Regions from separate parts of the Pan troglodytes genome. Here region 2 is linked to region 1. Evidence: chromatin contacts called from public HiChIP or PLAC-seq data. All regions are on one chromosome and are shown on one strand. Each heading gives the region's core, a stretch centred on a gene start, on an enhancer-like site or on the middle of the called end of the contact. The rest is flanking DNA. Distances are from core to core; before and after follow the strand shown.

Region 1 (5,957 bases), core at 2,020-4,519:
GAGGTTGAAGTGAGCTGAGATTGTGCCACTGCACTCCAGCCTGGGCGACAGAGTGCAACTCCATCCCAAAAAATAAAAGTAAAAAAATAAAAACAAAGAATATTTGGCCACAAAGCTGAAAATATTTATTATCTGGTGCTTTACAGTAAAATCTTGCTGACCCCACTACTAGTCACATAGAGGACTCACCTCTCATGAAGTTGAGACTAAGGTTTTACTAAGGAAACAGGTCAGCATTTCATACTTTTGAAAAATTATTATAGATCACCATGTAAAGTGTTTGGCACAGGTGAAGATGAATTATATCTTCAAATAAAAATTCCTTTTCAGCTCAACATTTATTAAATTTCTAGTATTACAAGACTATGGAAGACATTGTGGTTACATAATAAATAAAACAAGGTCTCAGTGTACCTGAAAATCTTTTGGGGAATCATCTTCCTTAGAAGAAATGGTCTATGCAATATTCCAAGAAAAGATAAGGGTCTGTATACAAAGGATGGCACACAAAATTGTATATGTATTCACCTTTTTCTGGAGATATTGAGACAGGGATGGGCAGCAGATAAAGGGAAATGAAGGCTTGTAACTCAGGAGAAGAAGATAAATGAATAATCACTTAACAGCTAATCTCTGTTTGGTGTTTTATTAATTATCACGTAAATCTCAACAAAATAAATGCTGTTTTGTAGTTTTGATTTCAGGTCATACTCCAATGCCCCCATATTCTTTAGAAACCACTCTGATTTCTAAAGGGAAGTGTCAATCAATTTTAGCCTAAAGCTGCCTCCTTACATATTTAAGTTCAGCCTAAAGGTTTTTCTGTACATCGTGAACAAGTGGAGGAGTAAACCGACCATAGCCCACACCTGTGCCACTCACTGAGTTTTGGCCAATCAAATGTAGCCAACTGTTTGAACAGTGTTCAAATAAGGCAAACGCCAACCTGTAACCAATAACAGCTGTTTCTGCACCTCACTTCCGATTTCTGTACATCATTTCCTTTTTTTTTTTTTTTGTCTACAAATCTTCCACCACATGGCTGTGCTGGAGTCTCTCCAAATCTGCTGTGATTCTGGGGGCTGCCCGATTTACGAATCAAAAGTTCATTGCTCAATTAAACTCCTTTAAATTTAATTTGGCTAAAGTTTTTCTTTTAATAGAAGCCAGGGCTGAAGATAAAGATTAGGGAATGATTCACAGATCTCTTTATAACTCCGGGGAGGGCAGACAGGAAGAGACTAGAATAACAGAAAAGAGTCAAACACAAAATCTGAGGGATTGCCTATATTTAATTACGGACAGAGTGAGAGAAGCTAGTGGAAAATTCTGAAAGTAAGTGATCAGATCGTATAAAGAGAATTAAAAGAGAGGTGTAGAAAAAAAGTTTTAAAAGCTTCAGCACCTTAAAGCAGGACAAATACTGAGATGAAGTAATTGAATTTGATCAGTAAGAGATAAGAGGATATTTTACACTGTTATCCAGTTTGGTAGACACCAGCCACTTGTGGCTACTTAATTGAAACTAAAATTTAAACATTCAAAATTCATTTCCTTAGTCGTACTAGCCACATTTGAAATGCTCATAAGCCACACGTTAACTAGTGTCTATTATGTTGGACAGCTCAAACTATAAAATATTTCCATCATTGCAGAAAGCTCTATGGGGATGTGTTTTTGAAAGCATCCAGTAGTGCAGAAGCAGAATTGCAATGGGGAGATTTCCTGTGTGTCCTCTTATACTCATGTAGCTTGCAATGTCTGGTGGATTTGACCTCTCCAGCTTGCACTTGCCTCCTCATTTTTACTATTAAGTTTTGGTCTCACCCTTTCTTTCCTAGACTATTGCAATGCTTGTCTATCTGCCTCTTCTTTCATCTTTGTAACGTATTCTCCACACAAATCATTCCGCCATTCAACAGCACTCTTTTTTCACTGCCACTTTTCCTGGTCAGCCAGCTATTTTATTGTTAGTCCACTGTGGTGCCCTGCAGATAGGGGGCATTGTATCAACAACATGGGAAGGTGATTCCTCTTCCCCTGCACCTTTCCCTCCCTGCACTCACATAGCTCATAAACCAATGCAGGTAGAAGGATTATGGTACATTTATATAACAAATAACAGAGCAGGAACAACTGCTAATCATCACCCTCTCCTTTGTCTTTTACTTATGATCTGTTACCAACTCTTTTTTTCTTTCCCTCTGCCACTACTGGGCTTGTTAATATTTCGTTACTTTTCACTTCATCAGTCATCTTCTAGTCTCTCCTCCCACTTACCACAAGAAGCTCTGGTCATATCATTTCATTTCTCTAACCTTCCTCCCTGCAACTCCCACTCTGCAGGCCTACAGAATTCTGTCTTGCTTCCTTCACCATTCTTCCACACATCTTTCTATTACTCTGTGGTACTCACCATTCCCCTGGCACATTCATGCATATTCACTTCCTTCCCTCCTGCCCATGTAATGTCATCTTTCAGACCCCAGGATCCTCTCCCATATCTCTGTGAACCCTGAATATCTGAGACAGGTCTCAGTCAATTTAGGAAATTTATTTTGCCAAAGTTAAGGACGCCCGCCCGTGACACAGCCTCAGGAGGTCCTGATGATATGTGTCCAAGGTGGTGGGAGCACAGCTTGGTTTTATACATTTTAGGGAGACATGAGGCATCAATCAATATATGTAAGATGAACATTGGTTCCGTCCAGAAAGGAGGGACAAATTGAAGCAGAGGCAGGCCAACTCAAAGTGAGGAGGGGGCTTCCAGGTCGTACGTATTACAGCTGAGAGACAAATGGTTGCATTCTTTTGAGTTTCTGATGAGCCTTTCCAAAGGAGGCAATCAGATATGCATTTATCTCAGTGAGCAGAGGGATGACTCAGAGGGATGACTTTGAATAGAATGGGAGGCAGGTTTGCCCAAGCAGTTCCTAGCTTGACTTTTCCCTTTAGCTTAGTGATTTTGTGGCACCAAGATTTATTTTCCTTTCTCACTTCTAATAAGATTCAGGAGGAAATATGCACGAAGAATCCAAGGTGCCAGAGGACATTACTGAAAGACCGAAGGGCCCAAACCTGTTTGACCTTGTCCATTTGGAGAGCAACAGATAAAAATATAGCTGCACTACCAATTATTACTACTCCCCCCAAAAAGACAACTGAATTTTCAGTGTAACAGACAGCACTTTACAAAGACACACTTGGTCGAGAAAGGGTCACTCCCGGGCTCTGGGAGGCGAAGAGGACTGTGGGAGCGCTGTTCGTTGTCCCGCGGGCTCATGGGAAATGTAGTGCAGTTTTCTCCAACATGGCCGCGCCCAGGGGAGGTGGCGTGCAAGTATCCGCTGCGGCGTTCTGGTGCTAGAGTGGAGAGGCTGGCAAAGAAGAAGGCACCCGCATGGTGAGAATCCGGCCTGAGCCGAAGCGGAGGTGTGTGGCACTTCTTACTGGCGGGCATACGGGCTGCAAATCACCGCTTCCTCTTTTCAGCCTCTTCCGGTCTTCTCTATCCGCCTTGCCAGCTAGGGCTGAGAACCTAGGGAAAGGGGATGGATCCCAGAGGCGCCCTTGGTGCAGTGTGGGCAGTAGGGTGTCTGCGTTGGGTGGTTCTCTGTGTTTAGGGTGCACGTGTTTGTGTTTGGTTCGGGCGCTCACGTGGTGCCTGAGTCAATCTTCTGTTTTCTTTGGGGTTGGAGAGGACGGTTCCAACATGGGGCGTGTTAGTTTGGCGCTTCTGGGGCTTTTCTGACCGGTGACAATCGGTCTGATTGCATCGATGCAAAGGCAGTGCTGATGATCTGATCCCTTGCGCAGCTGAGTCTTCCTGTGCTCTTATTTGAGCAAACCCTGCGACTCCTGGACCTCTGGTAGCGTCAGCCTGTTATTTTGATAGATTTCATTGAATATTTATTGTCAGTTGTATGTCAGGCACCAAGTCTGTGCCTTTAAATAGATGACAGTTTTCTGGCCGAAGCCCAACACAAACAGGCAATTATAATACCATGTGAGAACTCTAGAGATAGAGGTCCATGCTAGGTGTTAATGAAAACGTTGAAGAAGGCCACCAAACTCAGAATTCTGGAGGAGGGGAGGTTTAGGAGGTAAGACAGCAAAGTCGATTTAGGTTTATTCGACAAATGGTTATTGAGTGGCTGCTAGGTGCTAAATCCTGTTTCAGTGCTGGGTGCTACAGGGTGAACAATAGAGACAAAATCTCTACTTCATGGAGTGAGTGTACTTTATTCAGTTATGGGGAAAGACAGAATAAACAAATTAATGAGAGTGTAAGAAAATATGTAGTAAGTGTTATTCAAAGAGTTAAAACGGGGTGTCGTGACAAGTGATGGGGTGAATTTTTTTCTAAAAATTTTAAATCTTTATTTTCTTTTTAAATAGATGATGCAGTTTAAATAGCTACTAACTTCAAAAGTCATGAAAGAAGAAAGCTTCCTTTCATTCCTTTAGTCATCGATCCATTTTCCTTCCCTGGAGGCAACCCATATCACCAATTTCTTGTATTTTCTAAAGATTTATATGTAAACTCTGTATACCGGTGCCGTACTTTAAAATTGGGCCCGTTTGATAGGAAGTTAGATTCTTTCTAATCTTTGCTATTAATTATTAGGTTGTGCAAAAGTAATCATGGTTTTTGCATTTTTTTAAACATAAGTATAGGAACATTTGTCTATACTGCTTGTTTCATAATAGGCTCTCTATTATTCAAGGAGGGCATGATGTACATACCACTATTACCACGTAGGGCAATATCTAGTAGGATATATTGGCTTTAAACTCACTAACAAGCAAGTAGCAGAGCATGCATAATCTCCAAACTTTCATTATCCCACAGAGAGTACGCTTAGGCTGGAGCTGGCTGGACAGGACTCAGCATGGCTACTATCATAGTTAATAGTGACTTCACTCCAATAATGTCACAGGGAGCATCCAAGTATCTGTGCATTAGTGGAAACTCTGGCCAGGGAAGTGGCTTTGTCAGAAGGGGGCACCTCCAGACCTCAGCAGCTGGTATCAGCCTATCCTTGTTGAGATGACTCAGATATGTTGGGCCAGCACATTGCCTAGCCACTGGAATGGTGGAAAACTGAGCCTCAAAGGCCATTTAGTGTCTTTCTTCACGTGCAATAATATTGCATGACTGAGGGAGAGAAAAAGGAAAGGGGATGACAAAAATGTGGTTATGAGGCTCCACCTGCTGGTGCTGGACTCTTAGTGGCAGACATTTTAAAAAGATATATTTAGCATCGTTTCTTTCTCATTCCTTCTTTGCAGTGTTTGCTCATGTGAAATATTAAAAATTCTGTAGTGCAGTCATCCCTTGTTCTCCATGACATACTGCAAAGTTGCTGTTCCACAGATGAAGATCTTGAAATGGAATGGCTCTAAAATAGCTCCTTTGAAGGGCCTCAGATATTCTTTGTTTTCTTAAGCCATTTTGATCTGCTGCTTCTGAAAATCAACAGTAATAAATAAATAATAATAAATAAATTTAATTCTAAGAAAGCTGTGGGATAGGCACTATTATTTTTATCCCTATTCCTAGATAAAGAAACTGGAACACAGAGATATATAACCAACTCATATAGGATTATACAGCTAATAATCAGTGGTTGAGCTGAGATTTGAACCTGGAACATGGACTCCTAAACACTGTATTATATTACCTCATAGCACTGAATGAGGCTCTGTGGTAACTAAGAAAAGTATGATTTAATCCCACCTTCAGAAAGCTCACAGTTCGGTGGAAGGGGACAGATACTAAAACAAATAATTATAATTCATGCAATGTTAGACATGTCCATTCACTTATCCCCTTCCTGTCTTAATGATGACTGACTCCTAAACCTTTTTAACCTCAGTTCCTTTCCTAGGAGCCACTTTATTTTGTCACTTGCCAGCCAGACATTGCAACTCTGTATCTCACAATACCTTAAACA
Region 2 (5,957 bases), core at 953-3,452, 440 kb before region 1:
ATAAAAGAGAAAAGCAGAGTGGGATGGGTTACTCAATTCCCCGAATTCGTTTTCTTAACGAAAGAGGGGGAGTAGTTATAGTAATTTATTGTACTATACTAACTAAGTGCCAGGCACTGTTTTAAGCATTATAGATATATTAACTAATTTAATCTTCACAATGTTCCTATGATACAGGTGCTACTGATAATGCCGTCCTACTCATAAGGAAACTTGCCCAAAGTCATACAGCTTTTAAGTGGTGGCTATTCAGGGAGTCTAATTCTAGGGCCCCTCTCCCTTTTAAAAGGTGATATACAGTACTGCCTCTTAGTAAAATTTGTTCTTCATTTTATGAGACAGTCCCATCTATTAGACAATCAAATATCAGTGGTCTAAAGAAGACATGATGGTTAGGTTCCTGTATATTTTCTATTATTTTCTAGTATTCATCCACATTGCCTGAAGGCATGAGAGGCCTCAGGAAGAAGTGGTTCATCCTTTGTATTAGGCTGGTGCAAAAGTGACTGCGGTTTTTGCCATTAATATTATGTTCCCTGAGCTATTCACTACTCCCATTTCTGTCCGTACTTTTAAGGCAAATGATTAACTACTACAGACACATACACAGAACAGACTAGTTCTAAGTCTTCCTCATTCTTCTCCAAACTTTTTAACTGGTGGAGAATCTGCCCCTGTGGGCCTAGATCTCCCTTGCTATATAAAACTAACTTTAAATACTGTCTTTGACAAGGTAACTTTCCTGCGCCCTAAAACGATGGTATCGCTTCATCAGTTGTCATCTGGTTGTGTCCTGTAACTGGGTGGGGGTTAGGAAGCAGTTTCCTAAGGAAAAAGACGAACTCAAGAATGGGAGAATTAGGAGGGAAGGTGTAACACGCAGAAAAGGGAGGAAGCGGGGTGGAGTGGGAGGCACTGCTGGTCTGACTCGGAATTTCGTGCAGACAGAACGAGAACAGAAATGGAAGAAGTGGGGGGTCGAGTCACTGAAACCTGTTAGGCAGCATTTTCTTGGTTTTTCCTTTGATGCGTCTTAGACATTGCTTTACAAGAAACTGAGACCTAACAGTACTAACGGCCCAGCTGGTCAGGACACTGCACGACCATTCATCTCCCGCTCCCGGCCAGAGCTGGTCCCTTGAAAGCATCGCTCCTCGCCAGCGCTCAGCCAGGCTTTTCTCCCAGCGGCCAGTCGGCGGGAGCGACCACCAGAGCCTGTCGACCCCAAGGCCACAGACCCGCGTTCCGGTACTCGCCGGCTGCCACCGCGGCTTCCCTGCCAGTAGACAACCCCTGAACACTCCCACACTTCGCAGCTGAACCTGAGCCGTGCCTTTCCCAAAGAGCCGAACCCGGCGGCCACACAGTAAAACCCAAGCTGGAGTGAGGGTCTTACCTTTAACAGATTAGACGTCGCCATGTTCTTTAACTTGGACTCTCGCGAGACGACGCGAGAATTCGTGGCGCTCCCGGCCAGGCCTTGACCGGAGGCCGGAGCTCCCACCAGGGCCCAGGGCCCGTCGGCCCGCACCAGGGTGTGGTGGGCGCTGGAGCAGCGCGCCGACAGCGCTGACCTCGTCCCAAGCACCAGGAGCTTCCTCACTCTTGTCCCCTACATGGTCACCGGAGCTTCCCCACGCGAAAGACCTCATGCACGCGCTCAGGAAGACGTGAACCGCGAATGCTGAGAAGGTAACGGGAGCCGACCTGACTTGGAAGAGGAAGCATCGACTCCACGAGCCTCCCCGACTCCTTCGGATTAGCCTTTGTGGTTGCACCCGCCGCGGCCACCTGCAACGAATTTAGCTCGGCTTAGGCCCCGCAGCTCAGGTTCCGCGGCCACGTCACGTGACGCGAGGGCGGGGACGCGCTCGGGAGCGAGCGTGGGAGCCTGGAAGCCTCGGTGGGTCCCGAGGCTGCAGCGAGGCCGGGACCGCGCCCTCTGCTGGCGGGACCTGGCGTTTTCCGGCACCCCGCCCCAAATCCCGGACTCGGTGTTAAGGGAGGTGCATTGTCCTGAAATGCTCACAACAGCTGTCTTCAATAACTCGTGCATAGAATGCGCCCAGTAAATATGTGTTGACTGCACAAGCGTGATGACTCTTAATATTTCTATTCAGGAATGCTTGGCACTTAGATAAAATATTGTTCAGTGCTTTGGGAGGCCGAAGGGGGAGGATCACTTGAGGCCAGTTCAACACCCTCGTCATTACAAAAAAGTTTGAAAAAAAAAAAAGATTGTTTAGAGAATGAATATTAATCTTCGATTTTCTGAAGGCACATTATCCTAGAAGATCCTAAACCATAAGCCCCCAGGTTTTACCCCTTCAGACCACACACCACTGGCCAATGAGATAATATAATTTACATGTGGAACCTGCAGGATACCTGGTATTGTATTTTGCATGTTTACAAACAGCCTTCATACGGCCATAATGCGTAGAAATAAGTAAGAGCTCTGGACTAAGAGAAGAGGGATGGGCCTACTTAAAGAATCCAATCAAGTAGTTAATACTTGTTTGAGCACTTATATGTACTAGGCACAGGAAATACAGGATTAAATAAAAGAGAAGACCCCTGCTTGTTTGGAGTTTATGGCCTAATAAGGTAGCCAAATGTTAAGGATGGTTACACAAGTCAAATATTACTTAGTGGGAGTTGTGATAAATATTGCAAAGAGGCCGGGCGCAGTGGCTCACGCCTATAATCCCTATAGGGCACCGTGGCTCACGCCTATAATCGGCACTTTGGGAGGCCGAGACACCTGCGGTCAGGAGTCCGCGACCAGCCTGGCCAACATGGTGAACCCCTGTCTCTACTAAAAATACACAAATTAGCCGGGCATGGTGGCGGGCACCTGTAATCCCAGCTACTCGGGAGGCTGAAGCAGGAGAATCGCTTGAACCCTGAAGGTGGAGATTGCAGTGAGCCGAGATCGCGCTATTGCACTCCAGCCTGGACGACAGAGCGAGACTCTTGTCTCAAAAAAAGAACAAAAAAAACAAAAAAACAAACAAACAAAAAACTACAAACAAAAAAATACAGTGTGCACTTGAGAGCGTAGGAAGGGAAAGGAAACTAGTATCCTAATCTCCATCTACCCAAGCCACCCTTTGCTTATGCTTAACTGAACCTTAAGACAACTTTTGAGAGCTTGATTTCAGCGTCCTACTGTCAACCGAAGCATTCCAATTTTCCTAACTCACTTGTTCTGGAAACACCACTGCTACAACTCTGACTTCAATAAGTTCTCCATTCCATTGACCCCACCTGTTATCTGCCATCTCCTGTTTTCACTCTTTCTCATCCAATTTAGAATCGGCCCACTGTTATAAAAATGTTTAAATATTTAAAATGCTTAAATATTTATTTCTTAAAAATAGCGCAGGCACATAATACAAAATTCAGAAGGTGCTAAAAATAATACAATCAAAAGTAGTCTTCCTTCGACTTTCTGGGGTGATGTAATGTTCTATATTGTGGTAGGGACTTCAGTTATTCAGGTGTATGCACTTGTCAAAACTCAGCCAGTATACCCTTAAGATTTATGCATTTCAGCCAAGCACAGTGGCGCAATCCTGTAAGCCCAGCACTTTGGGAGGCGAAGGCAGGCAGATCACTTGAGCCCAGGGGTTCGAGACCAGCCTGTGCAAAGTAGCTATCGCTATAAAAAATAATAAAATTTTTTTAAAATGTGCATTTAATTCAAAGAGAAAATAGTTAACAAAATTTGAAGTTTAATGCTACCCATACTGAAGAATTTAGGAGTAAGTGAATCTATATTTATAATTTACTTGGAAATGTATCAAAAAATAAGATGAACTGATGGTTGGGTAGAAACACTGATAAAGCGGGCCTGGCGTGGTGGCTCACACCTGTAATCCCTGCACTTTGGGAGGCCGAGGCAGGTGGATCACCTGAGATCAAGGGTTCAAGACCAGCCTGGCCAACATGGTGAAATCTTGTCTCTACTAAAAATACAAAAAATTAGCCGGGAGTGGTGGCGGGCACCTATAATCCCAGCTACTCAGGAGGCTGAGGCAGGAGAATAGCTTGAACCCAGGAGGCAGAGGTTGCAGTGAGCCAAGATTGCGCCACTGCACTTCAGCCTGGACAACAAGAGTGAAACTCTGTCTCAAAAAAAAAAAAAAAAAAAAGTATGTATATATATATATATCAAGTATAGTAAAATGTTAATGGTAGAGTCTAGGTGGTGGCTATGCTAGGGTTCCCTGTGTAAAACCAACTCATCTATATGTTTAAAATTTTTCATAATTAAATATTTGGGGAAAATTTTTAAAAAATAGGCCTGCCTTCCTCCACAGTCCCCCAGGCATCCATTCTTTCTTCTCATAGACAACAGTTATGTTTCTTGTGAATGCCTAGGACATTCTGTGCATGTATAAGCATTCATGTATGTATTATTTTTTCTCTCCCCACAAATGATGGTATACTGCATAAATTCTTTAACATATTTGTTTTCACTCAGCAGTATGGTATAAATTACTGGAAAAAAAAATTGTGCCTTTTTTTTTCACACTTTCTTTTCTTCTTCTTCTTTTTGAGACAGAGTCTTGCTCTGTCGCCCAGGATAGAGTGAGGTGGCATGATCTCCACTCACTGCAACTCCCACCTCCCAGGTTCAAGTGATTCTCAACGCCTCAGCGGCCTGAATAGCTGGAATTACAGATGTGAGCCACCAAGCCTGGCTAATTTTTGTATAGAAATGGGGTTTTACCATATTGGCCAGGCTGGTCTCAAATTCCTGGCTTCAAGCAATCCTCCCACCTCAGCCTCCTAAAGTGCTGGGATTACAGTTGTGAGCCATCATACCTCACCTTTGACCTTAAAAGTCAAAGCTTTTAAGTTGTAAGAGGGGCTTCGTGAAATTATGTTGGCAAGTAGAAATGAGCATATGTTTCTTCTTATATTTATATAAGACATATATAAAAATCAACCATTCCTTCTTATATTTCATAGCCTCTTATGTGATTAATTACATGGGAAAATGCTCAGAATATAATAGGTAAAAATATAGGATGCAAAATTCCACATATGTGCCACAATTCCAACTTTGTAAAGAAAGAAAGCTACAGTTTTATTTCCTACTCTGAATAGTGGATAAACTGGAAAAAATATTCAAAATGTTACCAGTGTTTGTGAGTAGTAGAAAATGGGATAATTTTACTTTTATTTATTTAAAATCTTTTTAAAAATCACCTGCTGTCTGGGCACAGTGGCTCATATCTATAATCCCAGCACTTTGGGAGGCTGAGGTGGGCAGATCACCTGAGGACGGGAGTTCGAGACCAGCCTGACCAACATGGAGAAACCCTGTCTCCACTAAAAATACAAAATTATCCAGGCTTGGTGGCGCATGCCTGTAATCCCAGCTACTTGGGAGGCTGAGGCAAGAGAATCACTTGAACCCGGGAGTGGGAGGTTGTGGTGAGCCGAGATCACGCCATTGTACTCCAGCCTGGGCAACAAAGAGCGAAAGTCCGTCTCAAAAAAAAAAAAATCACCTGCTAATTTAAGAAAATTTAGCCATCATGTTAAACTATAATACCTTACAAAATGAAAGTTCTCTATAAACTTTTCTCTCCCACCTCCTAAAATATCCACTGTTAGCCATTTGTTTTATTCTTCTCATTTGTTTTCTGTGTATGCAGTAAAATATATATAAAGGAGTTTGTCAAATGTGGCTGATCATTTACATCAAAATAACCTGGGGTGCTTATTTTAAAAGCAGATTTCTAGGCTCTACCCTCTGAAGATTCTGATTCTACAGGTCAGGAGTGAGGCCCCAAATCTACCTTATCCCTAAGCATCCCAGGTGACTTTTCTTGTACACCAGTGGCCAAGAATTCTTGTGCATCAGTGGCCCAGAATTTCTCATAGAATACTTAAGAATGTGTGCTTTAGAACCAAACAGATCCTGCCATTTATGAGCTACG

What was found. HiChIP or PLAC-seq counts read pairs in DNA pulled down with a chosen protein or histone mark.
Region 2: a contact with region 1 is called in an H3K4me3 HiChIP or PLAC-seq map of stem cell-derived excitatory neurons, with 7 times the contacts expected there. The contact joins the promoter of CUL5 here to the promoter of ALKBH8 in region 1. A contact is called at or near these places in 1 of 7 Hi-C or Micro-C datasets (stem cell-derived neural progenitor cells) and 1 of 1 datasets of contacts at active chromatin or transcription factors (stem cell-derived excitatory neurons).

The regions. Positions count from the first base shown.
Region 1 is chr9:109,549,836-109,555,792 of NHGRI_mPanTro3-v2.0_pri, reverse strand. ALKBH8 (alkB homolog 8, tRNA methyltransferase) reads left to right here and starts at 3,269. Exons shown (of 12, transcript XM_063784489.1): 1 at 3,269-3,432.
Region 2 is chr9:109,989,933-109,995,889 of NHGRI_mPanTro3-v2.0_pri, reverse strand. CUL5 (cullin 5) reads right to left here and starts at 2,202. Exons shown (of 20, transcript XM_522173.9): 1 at 1,428-2,202; 2 at 1,397-1,426. The coding sequence starts at 1,652.